3 separate regions of the Mus musculus genome follow, and regions 1 and 2 are each linked to region 3. Evidence: chromatin contacts called from public promoter capture Hi-C data. All regions are on one chromosome and are shown on one strand. Each heading gives the region's core, a stretch centred on a gene start, on an enhancer-like site or on the middle of the called end of the contact. The rest is flanking DNA. Distances are from core to core; before and after follow the strand shown. Region 1 holds the start of Inpp5f (inositol polyphosphate-5-phosphatase F). Region 2 has its middle 35 kb from the start of Inpp5f. Region 3 overlaps Rgs10 (regulator of G-protein signalling 10).

Region 1 (3,868 bases), core at 471-2,970, 220 kb before region 3:
ACGAACTTTGGACAAACAAAGAGCAAACCTCAGGGCTAGCTCCAGGAAAGGGCCCGGCTAAACTTTCTGCTTGAGAAAACTGACCTGCGGAGATGAAAAGTCCTGTCTGATGAGCTGAGAAGGACTCCAAGCTCCCTCCATTTATGCATTCCAGCTGCCAGGAATTTGGCCCGCGGGACTTTTACAGCTAAATTCCCCCCTGCTTTACACCTTGCAGGGTGACAGGCTAGGAAAAGTGGTCAGATTAGAATAAAGTGGCCCATCATCTATTCCAAGGTCACCAAAAGTCTTACTGTGGCCACCGTAGTGCCTCCATTCTGAAAAGAGGAAATAAAATACAGCGGCAAGAAAATACAACCAGAGCCATATTTCTGAAGAAGAAAAAAAGTTGTTCTTCACCGCTCTAGCAGAGTAACTTTGCAGGTCTCCGTAAGGACACAATGGACACTGATGAAAAGTGTCACCAAACCGCTCCACTTTCTGGGATCTCACACTTCTCTCCTCACCTGAGAAAGAAGATCCTGACCCTACTCTTTCAGGCTGCTGTGGGGATTGGCACTAAGACACGAAAGGACCTGTCCTCAGAAGCCATCCCATAAGAGGTAACAGGATGACCTAAAAAGCTCCCTTGAAGTTATTCTACTGGATGTACTCAAAGAACGCAGGAAAACGTCCAATGCCGTGGCTCGTTCAAGAGTTCCAGTCTCACTTTTCCTAAAGTAAAAAAGTGTTGACCAATGAAGGAAAAAAGCACTGGAGAACTAAGTAGAAGCTGCCCAAACTCCTCCGAGCGATAACTGACCGCAGCTGTCTGAGAACAGGAGCTACTATTTAAGCCAACTAACTGCAAACAAAGTTTTCTAAAGCAAACTGATGGCTGGAGACTTTGACCTCTCCTAACTGTGTGTGACAGACATCCAACACGACTTCTTCTTGAAAATGGCAATTCATACACTAGTTTTCGATCAAGTCCTGTGAGGTAACCGTCCTGAAGTCACTCTTTAATAAGTGACCGGGAACAACTCAAGGATGTCAAGAAGGAGTGTCCCGCATTAGGTTCCACTGAACTGATGGGACTGGAACCCAGAACTTCCCACGCTGGACCGTGAGAAGACGCTGCAGGTGGAGGCCTACGAGGGGTTCATAAGGGACCCTATCCCCGCACCCCAGGCCCCAGATACTGGAAGAGGTGCACTAAAGGGGGTGACCGGCCTTCCCCGCCTCCCTGAGGCAGGAGGACTCCCCGAAGCGGCGGCCGCTCCCCTCAGGACTAGCGCTGACATCCCCAAGCGTCCCGCCCAGCCTCGCGATCCCGGGGCCGGAGGGGCCGGGCCGCGCCCCCCGCGCTCCAGCTGGCCCGCGCGCCCCACCCAGCCCGCGCCGCGCGCCTCACCCGGTCGGAGCTGCAGGCCGCCGTCGCGCCGGCTGCACCACAGGGCACGCTCGCCCTGCTGCAGGATGTAGTGGTCCTTAGCCTGAAAGAGCTCCATGCCGGCCCCACGCGCTCCGGGAGGCGGCGGTCCCCCGGCCCAGGCACGGCAGCGGCCCGCCCTGGAGCGATGCTGGAGTCCTCCTCCACCGAGACCACCAGAGTCCGTGCCTCAAGGAGACTCCGAGGACCCAGCCCACGGAAGAACAGAGTGGGGAAGCACTCGGGGGCCTGACCCGCGGGCCAAGAACACGCTTGGGCGGCCGAGGCCCGGGAGGCCTTTTCCCCCTCCCCCCACAACTCCTGTACCTAGGCTCCGCCCCCTATCCTGAGACTCCACCTCCTACAGTTCATCCTGGCTCCCTCTAGACTCCGCCTCCTCCCAGGTTCCTCCCCTCAGCGTGCAACTTTCCCTCCTATAGTTCCTCCCCTCTCCCTTAGGCTCCGCCCTTGCTCAGGCTCCTCCTCCGACCTTCCGACTCCGCCTCCCTCTGTAGTTCTCCGAAAGCCCTCCTAGGCCCCGCCCTGGTCCCGCCCACGAGTTTCTGGCTCAGCCCTCTCCCAGCCTGTGTCTCAATCCTCTTTCTCCTTTCAGCTCTCGCCGCACCTCTTTCAGTTCCTCCCTCTCTGTCTATAGCCTCTACTCCTCTGCCTCTCCCACTCGCCGGCCTTACCAGCTGCGACCTCAGGCAGGCCCTGAGCCTAAGTCTGGTTATACTGGCTCGACGCCCTTTATGCAGCCATTTCTTGATCTTTCCCTGATGTGCAAGCCAGTCCTTCATTCCTTCCATTAGCTCCTAGAAAAGTCTGGTCAAGTCCCCGAATCCACCTGACATTCCTTCCTCCTCGGAGTACATTTACCCCTAGTCTGAGCAAAGACCAAACCAAGCCCAGAAGTACAGCCATGGTTGTCTCCAGGGTTCTACCCCAAGTTAGCACTCGGCTGAGCAGAGGCCGCTCTGTTTTGGCATTTCCTATTAGAACCTGGACACCAATAATCATTTAGTAAATGCACATTAGTGGAGATGTGTCTCCACAGAATACACACTTAGAGTTAGCTGGGCTAGTGAGGAGAAGGTACAGCAAAGTCTGAGAAGCCGGCCTACAGGAAGTCAGTAAAAGGGACGTCACTCAGAGATGGTAAAATGGCCAGGTGTCAATCTGAACCAGAAAGATTTAGGAGAAAAAGCTTCCAGTTCTAGACCTATCTCCCAGTCTCCAGACTTTGGGTCTGTCTTGTTCTGTGTGATCTTGGGACAATTTTAGTCTCTACTGATTGAATTCGTGACCTTTACTACACTCTTAGACTCCCAATTCTGTATGTTCCTGTCTTCCTTTAAAGCAATCTTTAAAAAAAAAAAAAAAAAAAAGAGGCCTAACCACCGGAGCTGGGTGGCTCAAGAGTACTTTGCTACTTTTGCAGAGGACCTCCGGTTCAGTTCCCAGCACCTCCAGGGCAGCTCACAACCAACTGTGATGAGACACCTCTTCTGACCTCTGTTCCTGTATGGGTGTAGTGCACAGGTTCATAAATATAAAGTAAATGGTGGTGCTGCTGCTGCTGGTGGTGGTGCTGCTGGTGGTGGTGCTGCTGTGTTGGGAGCCGCGCCCACATTCGCCGTTACAAGATGGCGCTGACAGCTGTGTTCTAAGTGGTAAACAAATAATCTGCGCATGTGCCAAGGGTATCTTATGACTACTTGTGCTCTGCCTTCCCCGTGACGTCAACTCGGCCGATGGGCTGCAGCCAATCAGGGAGTGACACGTCCGAGGCGAAGGAGAATGCTCCTTAAGAGGGACGGGGTTTCGTTTTCTCTCTCTCTCTTGCTTCGCTCTCTTGCTTCTCTCTCTTGCTTCTCTCTCTTGCTTTTCTCTCTCTCTTGCTTTTCTCTCTCTCTTGCTCTTTCGCTCTCTTGCTTTTCTCTCTCTCTTGCTTCTTGCTCTCTTGCTTCTTGCACTCTGTTCCTGAAGATGTAAGAATAAAGCTTTGCCGCAGAAGATTCTGGTCTGTGGTGTTCTTCCTGGCCGGTCGTGAGAACGCGTCTAATAACAATTGGTGCCGAATTCCGGGACGAGAAAAAAACTCGGGACTGGCGCAAGGAGGATCCCTCATTCCGGAACCAGAACTGCGGATCACGTTTATAAAGGTTCCCATAAAACAGACTGTTGAGAAGGATTCAACTGCCGAATTCAGAACTCATCAGCTGGGGAACGACGGTGATAAAGGTTCCCGTAAAGCAGACTGTTAAGAAGGATTCAACTGTATGAATTCAGAACTTTTCAGCTGGGGAACGAGAGTACCAGTGAGTACAGCTTCACGAGGTAAGCCTGGCCTTGAACTTTCTAACGAAATTCAAGACAGTCTATCAGAAGTAAAGTGGAAAATGTTTGGCCTTGAATTTTTTCTAATGTTAGGAGCCCTTTTGTTCCTTTTCACAT
Region 2 (3,668 bases), core at 607-3,106, 180 kb before region 3:
TGGGTGGTTCCTGTAACATGCCTCTTCTCTCTCTCTCTCTCTCTCTCTCTCTCTCTCTCTCTCTCTCTCTCTCTCTCCAACTCCTCAGCCAATCAGATGGCTTTCCCAGGCCTCATATAGATTAAAACAGAAATGGAATGTATGGGCTAAGAAGCCCATGTGACTTAGGAGAGAGCTTGCCTTGCTCAAATTCACAAAGCTCTGGGTTCCATCCATAGCACCTCATGAAATGAGGTGGTAGCTAATAAGGAGAAAGTCATGAGAGCACTAGAGTTTAAGGTTATCCTCAGCTACATGGGATCCAAGAGGCCCTAACACACACACACACACACACACACACACACACACACACACACACACACGGTGAAAGGATGGCTCAGTGGGTAAAGCACTGTACTGCAAGCATCAGGACCTAAGGTCACATCCCCCAGTACCCGGGTAAATGCCAAGCGATGTGGTGCACGTCTGTAATATCAGCATGGGATTGGACCAAAGGGCTAGTGAGCTCATGGATCTTGGAGAAGAACCTATGACCATCACTTTAATAAACCAGCACAATCTCGAGCTACACTCTAAATATCTCTCTTGATACCCACAGAGAAGTATGGGTCTCACCTCTCATCAAGAAACTTCTGTTTGCAGCAGAGGGAGATGGCTACAGAAACCACAACCAGTCAAAATGCAGTCATGGAATTCAGTCCCAGTGGATCTATCTACAACACAACTCCCGTGCCTAAGGCCCAGGGAACATTGTACAAGAGGGAGTGGAAAAATTCCAAGAGCCAGAAGATCAGGGAGTTTGCTATGAGTGAGATATTGTCTCCTCCTAATGTCAGAAGCTACACCCATACAGTCTCACCAACCTGACTAACCATGAGCTATAAGCAAGGGCTGTAACATGTCCCAGACCTTACCACAACTGACTCTATGATGGAAGTACCATTCAGGCCATTAAACCTCACATGTAGACTGCCCCACCGGACAAAACTAAAACAAAGACCTAATCCACCCAAACCGGTTGTTCTGGAAACGTCTCTAAATGTACTGACCTTGCTTTTTGGGTTTCTATAGTTCTGCTTCTGGCTAACTGTTCTTGTTAACTGAAGTATGTCAACCCACAAGATAATTTTTGTGCCTAAGAGCTCACCCTGAGAAAGGCTTGGGACTACAGTGGGATCATGAACACCCGGTATTCATCAGGTGTAGATGTAGAAATACTATTGTTGCATACATACATTTACTTATTTTTGCAGGACTAGGGTTGAATCCATGACCTCCCTGCTTACCAGGCAAGTGCTCTACAAAGGACTAGATCCACAGCCCTCTTTCAATTTTGTATTGTGATTGGTGTTTTTGCTCTTACTGTTTGCTCTGTTGGGGATCAAACCTAAAGCTCTGGAATTCTGGGAAAGTGGTCCCCACCAATGACTAGGTCTCCACTCCCTACTCGTTATTTTGAGATAGGAGCTCACTAGGTTGCCAAGGATGATCTTAAACTTGCTCTGTAGCCCAGACGAGCCTTGAACTTGCAATTTTCCTGTCTATAAGTCTCTGGCAGCTGGAATTACAGGGCTGGGCAAGGCTTAACTATCGGCTTAACATTTTTGAAGAGTTGTTTTTCTGAGTATGTGACAGGAGATTTCATAAAGGTTTGTAAAATGAGGCAACCTTGTTGTTTAACTCTACAGAAAAAGAGAAATACAGAGAAAGGGGAGTGGGGATATTTTTATGCATGGTTGCCAAGAGTTAAAGTGTTGAAATAGAAAAAGGAAGAAAAACCTTGTGAGAGAGAATCTTAGTCTTGGCTTTCTCAGATTTCTTCTCTAGCGTGAAAACAACACATTTAGGTCAGAGGTCAAAACACGCAGTTGAGGCAACAGAAGAAGTTGGCATTTTCTGTGTGGTGGAGTGGGACCAAATGTTATTCAGTTCAGTGTTCCCCATGCATCTGGATGCCAAGGACCTGCCATCCAACAAATGTTGACCAAAGCAAATGACTTGTATAAAGAAAGTAGAATTCTCATTGAATCAGGTTGTAAGGCCTAGAGGCAGGCTCCTATGCCACAATATTTTTAAAAAGATGTATTTGGGCGGAGAAGGGGAGAGGACAGAGAGACGGTTCCGTAGTTGAAAGCATTAACTGCTTTTAAAAAGGACCTGGGTTCAGTTCTCAGAACACACGTAGTGGTTTACAACCATCTGCAACTCCAGTTTCAGAGGATCCAGAACCCGCTCCTGGCCTCTATGGGCACTAGACATGCATACAGTACACATATATACATGTAGGAAAAACACTCAGACACATAAAATAAAAATAAATACATATTTATAAAGAAAAAAGAGACTTATTTGGGGCCTGGATGTGGTGACTCATGCCTTTAAATCCAATGCTTGGGAGACAGGGCCAGGAAGATCTTCGTGAGTTCAAGGCCAGCCAGAGATACACAGTGAGAAATCCTGTCTCATGGGCATGTTTTGGCAAGATCAGACACTCACGTGGCTAACACAGGTTCTGTGCTGCTGAAGAATGAGCCAAAGACCCGACTCAGGCCACAAGCAGTGGGCGCTTCTACCCTGGCATAGCTGCCATGGTATCGAAAATGAAGATGGCAACACTTCATCAAGGGCATAGGGAGAAGGAGCCAATGAGAGAGAACTTTACCTGGCTCCAAGGAGGGGCATAATAAACAGCTGTCATTCTTATTAAAGGAGGGGCAAGCTGGTGTCTAAGCTGTCAGCTCATGTACCCAGTCCTTGTCTCATGAGAGGCTACACTCAGAGTCCATGATTCAGGGCATTCTGTCTCATTCTAAGATTCACACTAATAGACAATGTAGGCGAGCAAGAGTATCTGGCCATATGGGAACACCACTTTTGAAGAGAACTTTAGTGAAGGCCAGATTTTAACACGACTTTAAAAACTTAGCCCTAAATGAGAGCATCCTCCTCCCTGACTACTGAATGGAACAGGACTCACAGCCATCCAGGCCTAATGGAGGAGCCAGAATAGAGTGATGGAGTCATACTACTCTCTTCCCCAGAAGGTGGTCCTGGCAATGGCTGGCAAACACAGCGGAGCTCTTTCCTGAACTCAGAAAATGGAAGAAGAGCAGCGCTTGGAGCCTCATCTCTGAGACCACCTACTGCTAGGAGTGGTCTCCTCTCCCTAGAGAGAGGGAGCTATTAAAGGATGACAGTATTTCTCCCAAAAGGGGATAAAAGCAGGAATCATCTTTCTTTCTACCCTGCAGCAGAAAAGGGACTGAAATTGCGCATCGCCCTCTAAAAGCTGTCAGGTGTCTGAAAGTTGAAGATGGTTTTTCTGGCATAAAAAAGAAGCTAGACAAAGACATGGAACAAAAAGGAGCCTGTAATTTATTTTCTCTACAGTAGGGTGAGCATGGGTGTCCAGACAGGAGGGTAGGAACAGGAGGTTTTTTTTTTTTTTTCTTCAAGGCTGATTAATTGGAAGAAAGGTATTGATTAAGACCCAGCAGCAAATGTGGTATTCATCTATGAAATGCCACAGGCACTCTCATTAAGTGAGGGAACAGAACATGTAAGTCTCTCAGTGCCCAGCATTTTACCAGACTCTGTAATAGCACAATAAGAAAGGCTAAGAAGCACGGTAATTAGAATAGAGAAAGCAGACTCGTCTGATTGTCAGT
Region 3 (3,756 bases), core at 673-3,172:
GGTCAGAGGATAGCTTGTGGAAGTCAGCTCTCACCATCTACCACGTGGGTCCTGGGGGTAGGTGGGGTCAAACGCAGGTCACCAGGCTTGGTAACAAGTGCTTTTATCTGCTGCGCTCTCTTACCCACGCCCTTCTATTTATTTGATGTCCCTGCTCCATCCTCTTTATGAAACAAATATGCATGCAGTTCATATACAGTCATGTCCTATTTTTCTGTGTTTTCTCTTGGGTCCACCTCTGGTGGAGGAGTGGGATAGAGAGGATAGAGAGGATGATAGGGAGGATAGAGAGGATGATGGAGAGGATAGAGAGGATGATAGAGAGGATAGAGAGGATGATAGAGAGGATAGAGAGGATAGAGAGGATGATAGAGAGGATAGAGGTGCTGATGGGAGATGTGTTCCAGAGTCAGGCATGCCGCAAATAGGGTGTGGGCCATATGCAGAGATGCTGCAGGGACTTGAAGCTCCACCTTCCTAGAGGAAAGACTAGAGGAGCCCTGGACAGGTGACCTTCCCTTCTTTTGATGTCTCTGGGACTCCCTACCTGTGTTGCCAATGGTCAGTTGACTCATGAGCCAGTAGCTTAGGAGACTGTTAGGCTGCGTGGTAGTTATATGAGAGTAGTTACAGCATCCGGGGCAGGACTCAAATTTAGGGAATGTCTAGGACACAGGCCGTGCTGAAGGCGAACGGCAGAATCTGAGGCTCTCCTGGTGAGGGAGCAGGGTGAAGGAAGAAGGCAGGTGTTACCCAGGACTGGAGCCAGAGACCCCTGGAGGGGCTTAGTAACCAGAAGCCGCCAGGAGCCCCCAGGCAACATGGCCTAGCCTGTGGGATTCAGCTGAGAGGTGGAGAGCAGAGCGGGTGGGAGGAGCTCCCGTCTACTCTTGAGCTGTGTCTGTAGAAATTGGGAGTGAGGAGGCTGATTGCCACGAGGAAGTGAAGTGAAAGCTTTTATGGTGGCTGAGCATCAGCGTGGGCCCTAAGTGTGTGTGTGTGTGTGTGTGTCTGAGAGAGAGAGAGAGAGAGAGAGAGAGAGAGAGACCACACTGCACCTTCCTGAGCACTGGACAACTGATGACTTTGCTGTTCTGAGCAGACCGGTGTCTGGGGCTCTGAGCAAAGTGAATTCACTTCTCTTAAACCTGCGCTGGTTGGGAGCAGGGTTTCAGGCTGACTTCCTACCCAGTGTGGGTGCAAACCAGGCTTCATAGCACCTGCAGGAAGGGCCCTGACCTGTGCCTGGAAGGAGCCGAGACCGGATACATCTATCTGTCTGTCTCAGGGAAGGGAGGGCTGTGGTGGAGGCAGTGGCTAGGTGCATATGCCAGCACTTTCACACACTCAGAACTGACTCCACCAAGGGAGCTAGTCTGTTCTTATTCTTACAGCGGCGGCGGCGGCTAGAACAGGGTTAACAAAACTCTGGAAAATTCTACCAGAATAGCTCAAGCGAGCAGTTCTTCTTTTCTGTTCAAGTCTCGGCCTGGACACCAGGCCTTCCCGTGACTGGCCTGTGGTCAGCTGTCTCAGGGTTTCCCTTTTCGGTCACACTTCCTATCCTAGCGCAGATAAGCCTGCTCACTCATTCTCCTGTACCCACTGGGTCAGCCCAGGGGCGCACCCTGTCCTCAGTGGCTGGGGAAGGACAGCTGATTCGAGAGGGCTGGTTGATAGTGCCCCCTCCCCCCACACCTGCTTCCTCTCCCTTGGGCCACCTGCCCCCACATATGGAGCCTCAAGCTGCTCACTTCTGTGTCTCATTTTCAGAACTCCCCCAAGAGAGCCTGAGTTCATGGGAGCCATGTGTGTGCATGCGTGCATGGCAGAACAGCTGTGTGGATGTCTTAGGAGGGGAGACCTGCAGACTGTTGCACGCAGTTCGCTCATCTGGCCAACTGAAATTCTACTTTCATGAAGTAACTTTAAAACAGGAAGTGGGTTTCCAAAAATGTTCCCTTCTGACAGAATGGGGATGGTGGAAGACACTCATGGCTCTGTGGAACTGGTGGGTCTTTGAGAGACATGAAGTTCCAAACTGCTCTTCCGGGGCAGGCCTCATGATGGTCCCCAGACCTTCCCCAGGAATAGTCGTATTTATCTCAAGAGGCTCCCATGTCTTTGAGTTTGACATAAACGAATTGCTCCTGCAGGCAGGAAGAACAGACACAAGGCTTTGAGCGCTGTCCCCGCTTTGGGCACTGTTCCTATATCAGCAGAGACAGAGTCAGGCCTCAGCCTCATAGGGTCTTTAGCTTTCTGGTCTCTGGCTTGAAACGAGCGCTTTTCTTCTCTTTAAGCACGGCTAATTGAAAACGTCCAGGGATTTCCCTAAGAGCAGAAGTTTTCAGAGCCGGGTGTTCTCCCAGTGAAGTTCTGCAAGTGTCCTCTTAGGCTGAGAGCCTCTCTGGGAGAAAAAAAGTGTTATCTTAGGGTCTCCTGACCTCCCCCACCTCCTCCACACACTTCAGCTGTGTGAAAGGCATCTCTTCATTGCCTTGCTCTGTGGGGTTGGAGGGGGGTCTGAGGCTTGAGGTTCACACAGGAGCTATCTCTGCTGCCACAGATGGCCCCATTCTCTTCAAGAAGAGGGAGGGAAGTTCTGGTGGAGAGTGCTGAGACTGCAGCCCTGCCCACCACAACTCTGAAGACTTTAAATAAAGCTGGCTTCTGCCATCAGGGAAGGTCATAGCCCTGTCACGGTTCTTAATTGCTCCTACCATCAGGCCATGTCACGGCCCTGCCACAGCTCTCAGTGTAATGAGACTGCAGGTGAGTGAACATCTTGTCAGCCCTTGTCTCCAAGATTCCCAGTGGGGCTGCGCTGGGGACTTTTGGCATACAGTGAGTGTTTTTCTCTGCATCACTTACACTTACTGTGTGAAAACTTCTTCCACTGGAAGACAGATAAGCCATCTATCCTAGAGAGCTCAGGGTGCCTTGTGGGACCAGAGTAGGGCTGAAGTTTGGAGTCAGACAGTCTTGGTGTCACCTGTTCTGGCCCTGGTCCTCATCAGGAAACCAGCATTAACAGGGGAGAAAGACCAAGAGGTTAAGGGAAGGGAAGCAGGCTTAGCATGTCCATGGCACAGCAGGCGCTGGTGGCAATGCATGTACATATGGGTAGTTTCATGAGACTTTATTTGACCTGGTGAAACACACATAATTAAAAACCTTTGGAGTGTCTCCATGGCACCGAATGTATTCACAATGCTGTGCAGGCACGACCACTTACCGGATCCCAAATCTTCTCAACACTCCAAAGAGAACCCCCATCCATGCCTCTGCCCCAGGCATTTCCAGGAATTCCTAGTCAAGGAATTGAAATAAAGGTGCACAAAGACTGGAAAGTAGCAAGGTAACGGTGCTGGAGAGATGGCTCAGTGGTTAGGAGCACTGACTGCTCTTCCAGAGGTCCTGGGTTCAATTCTCAACATGGTGGCTCACAACCGTCTGTAGTGGGGATCCGATGCCCTCTTCTGGTGTGTCTGAAGACAGTGACAGTGTACATCAATCAATCAATCAATCAATCAATCAATCAATCTTTAAAAAAAAAAGGAGAAGCAGGGAAAGTATTCAAAAACCTAGCCACCCTAGTATAGCTCAAAAGAAAGACACTGTCAAGAGGAACAACAGAGGCCAGGCATGGTGGCACAAGAATTTAATCCCAGCACTCAGGAAGCAGAGGAAGGTGGATCTCTGTGAGTGTGAGGCCAGCCTGGTCTCCATAGCGAGTTCCAGGACAGCCAGAGC

Evidence for each region. Promoter capture Hi-C pulls out the DNA fragments that hold promoters and counts their contacts. Capture Hi-C pulls out chosen DNA fragments and counts their contacts.
Region 1: a promoter capture Hi-C map of pre-B cells shows a contact between it and region 3, with 2.4 times the contacts expected there. The contact joins the promoter of Inpp5f here to the enhancer-like site in region 3. A contact is called at or near these places in 4 of 39 promoter capture datasets (fetal liver, hematopoietic stem and progenitor cells, pre-B cells and 1 more), 3 of 484 Hi-C or Micro-C datasets (CD4 T cells and CD8 central memory T cells) and 8 of 115 datasets of contacts at active chromatin or transcription factors (CD8 T cells, effector CD8 T cells, embryonic stem cells and 4 more).
Region 2: a contact with region 3 is called in a promoter capture Hi-C map of adipose tissue. The contact joins two enhancer-like sites. A contact is called at or near these places in 2 of 115 datasets of contacts at active chromatin or transcription factors (effector CD8 T cells and memory CD8 T cells) and 2 of 9 other capture datasets (adipose tissue and embryonic stem cells).

The regions. Positions count from the first base shown.
Region 1 is chr7:128,609,217-128,613,084 of GRCm38.p6, reverse strand. Inpp5f (inositol polyphosphate-5-phosphatase F) reads right to left here and starts at 1,720. Exons shown (of 20, transcript NM_178641.5): 1 at 1,394-1,720. The coding sequence starts at 1,490.
Region 2 is chr7:128,574,194-128,577,861 of GRCm38.p6, reverse strand. No RefSeq gene overlaps it. Among named protein-coding and RNA genes, the nearest start is that of Inpp5f, 35 kb to the left of the region's middle. Within about 2 kb of position 1,856, at least 13 of the 459 cell types and tissues checked have an H3K27ac peak or open chromatin away from gene starts, as enhancers often do. A contact at or near this core is called in adipose tissue, where this site is marked.
Region 3 is chr7:128,390,282-128,394,037 of GRCm38.p6, reverse strand. The region is part of intron 3 of Rgs10 (regulator of G-protein signalling 10); the gene reads left to right. Among named protein-coding and RNA genes, the nearest start is that of Gm39092, 25 kb to the right of the region's middle. Within about 2 kb of position 1,922, at least 166 of the 459 cell types and tissues checked have an H3K27ac peak or open chromatin away from gene starts, as enhancers often do. A contact at or near this core is called in CD8 T cells, CD8 central memory T cells, adipose tissue and 7 more, where this site is marked.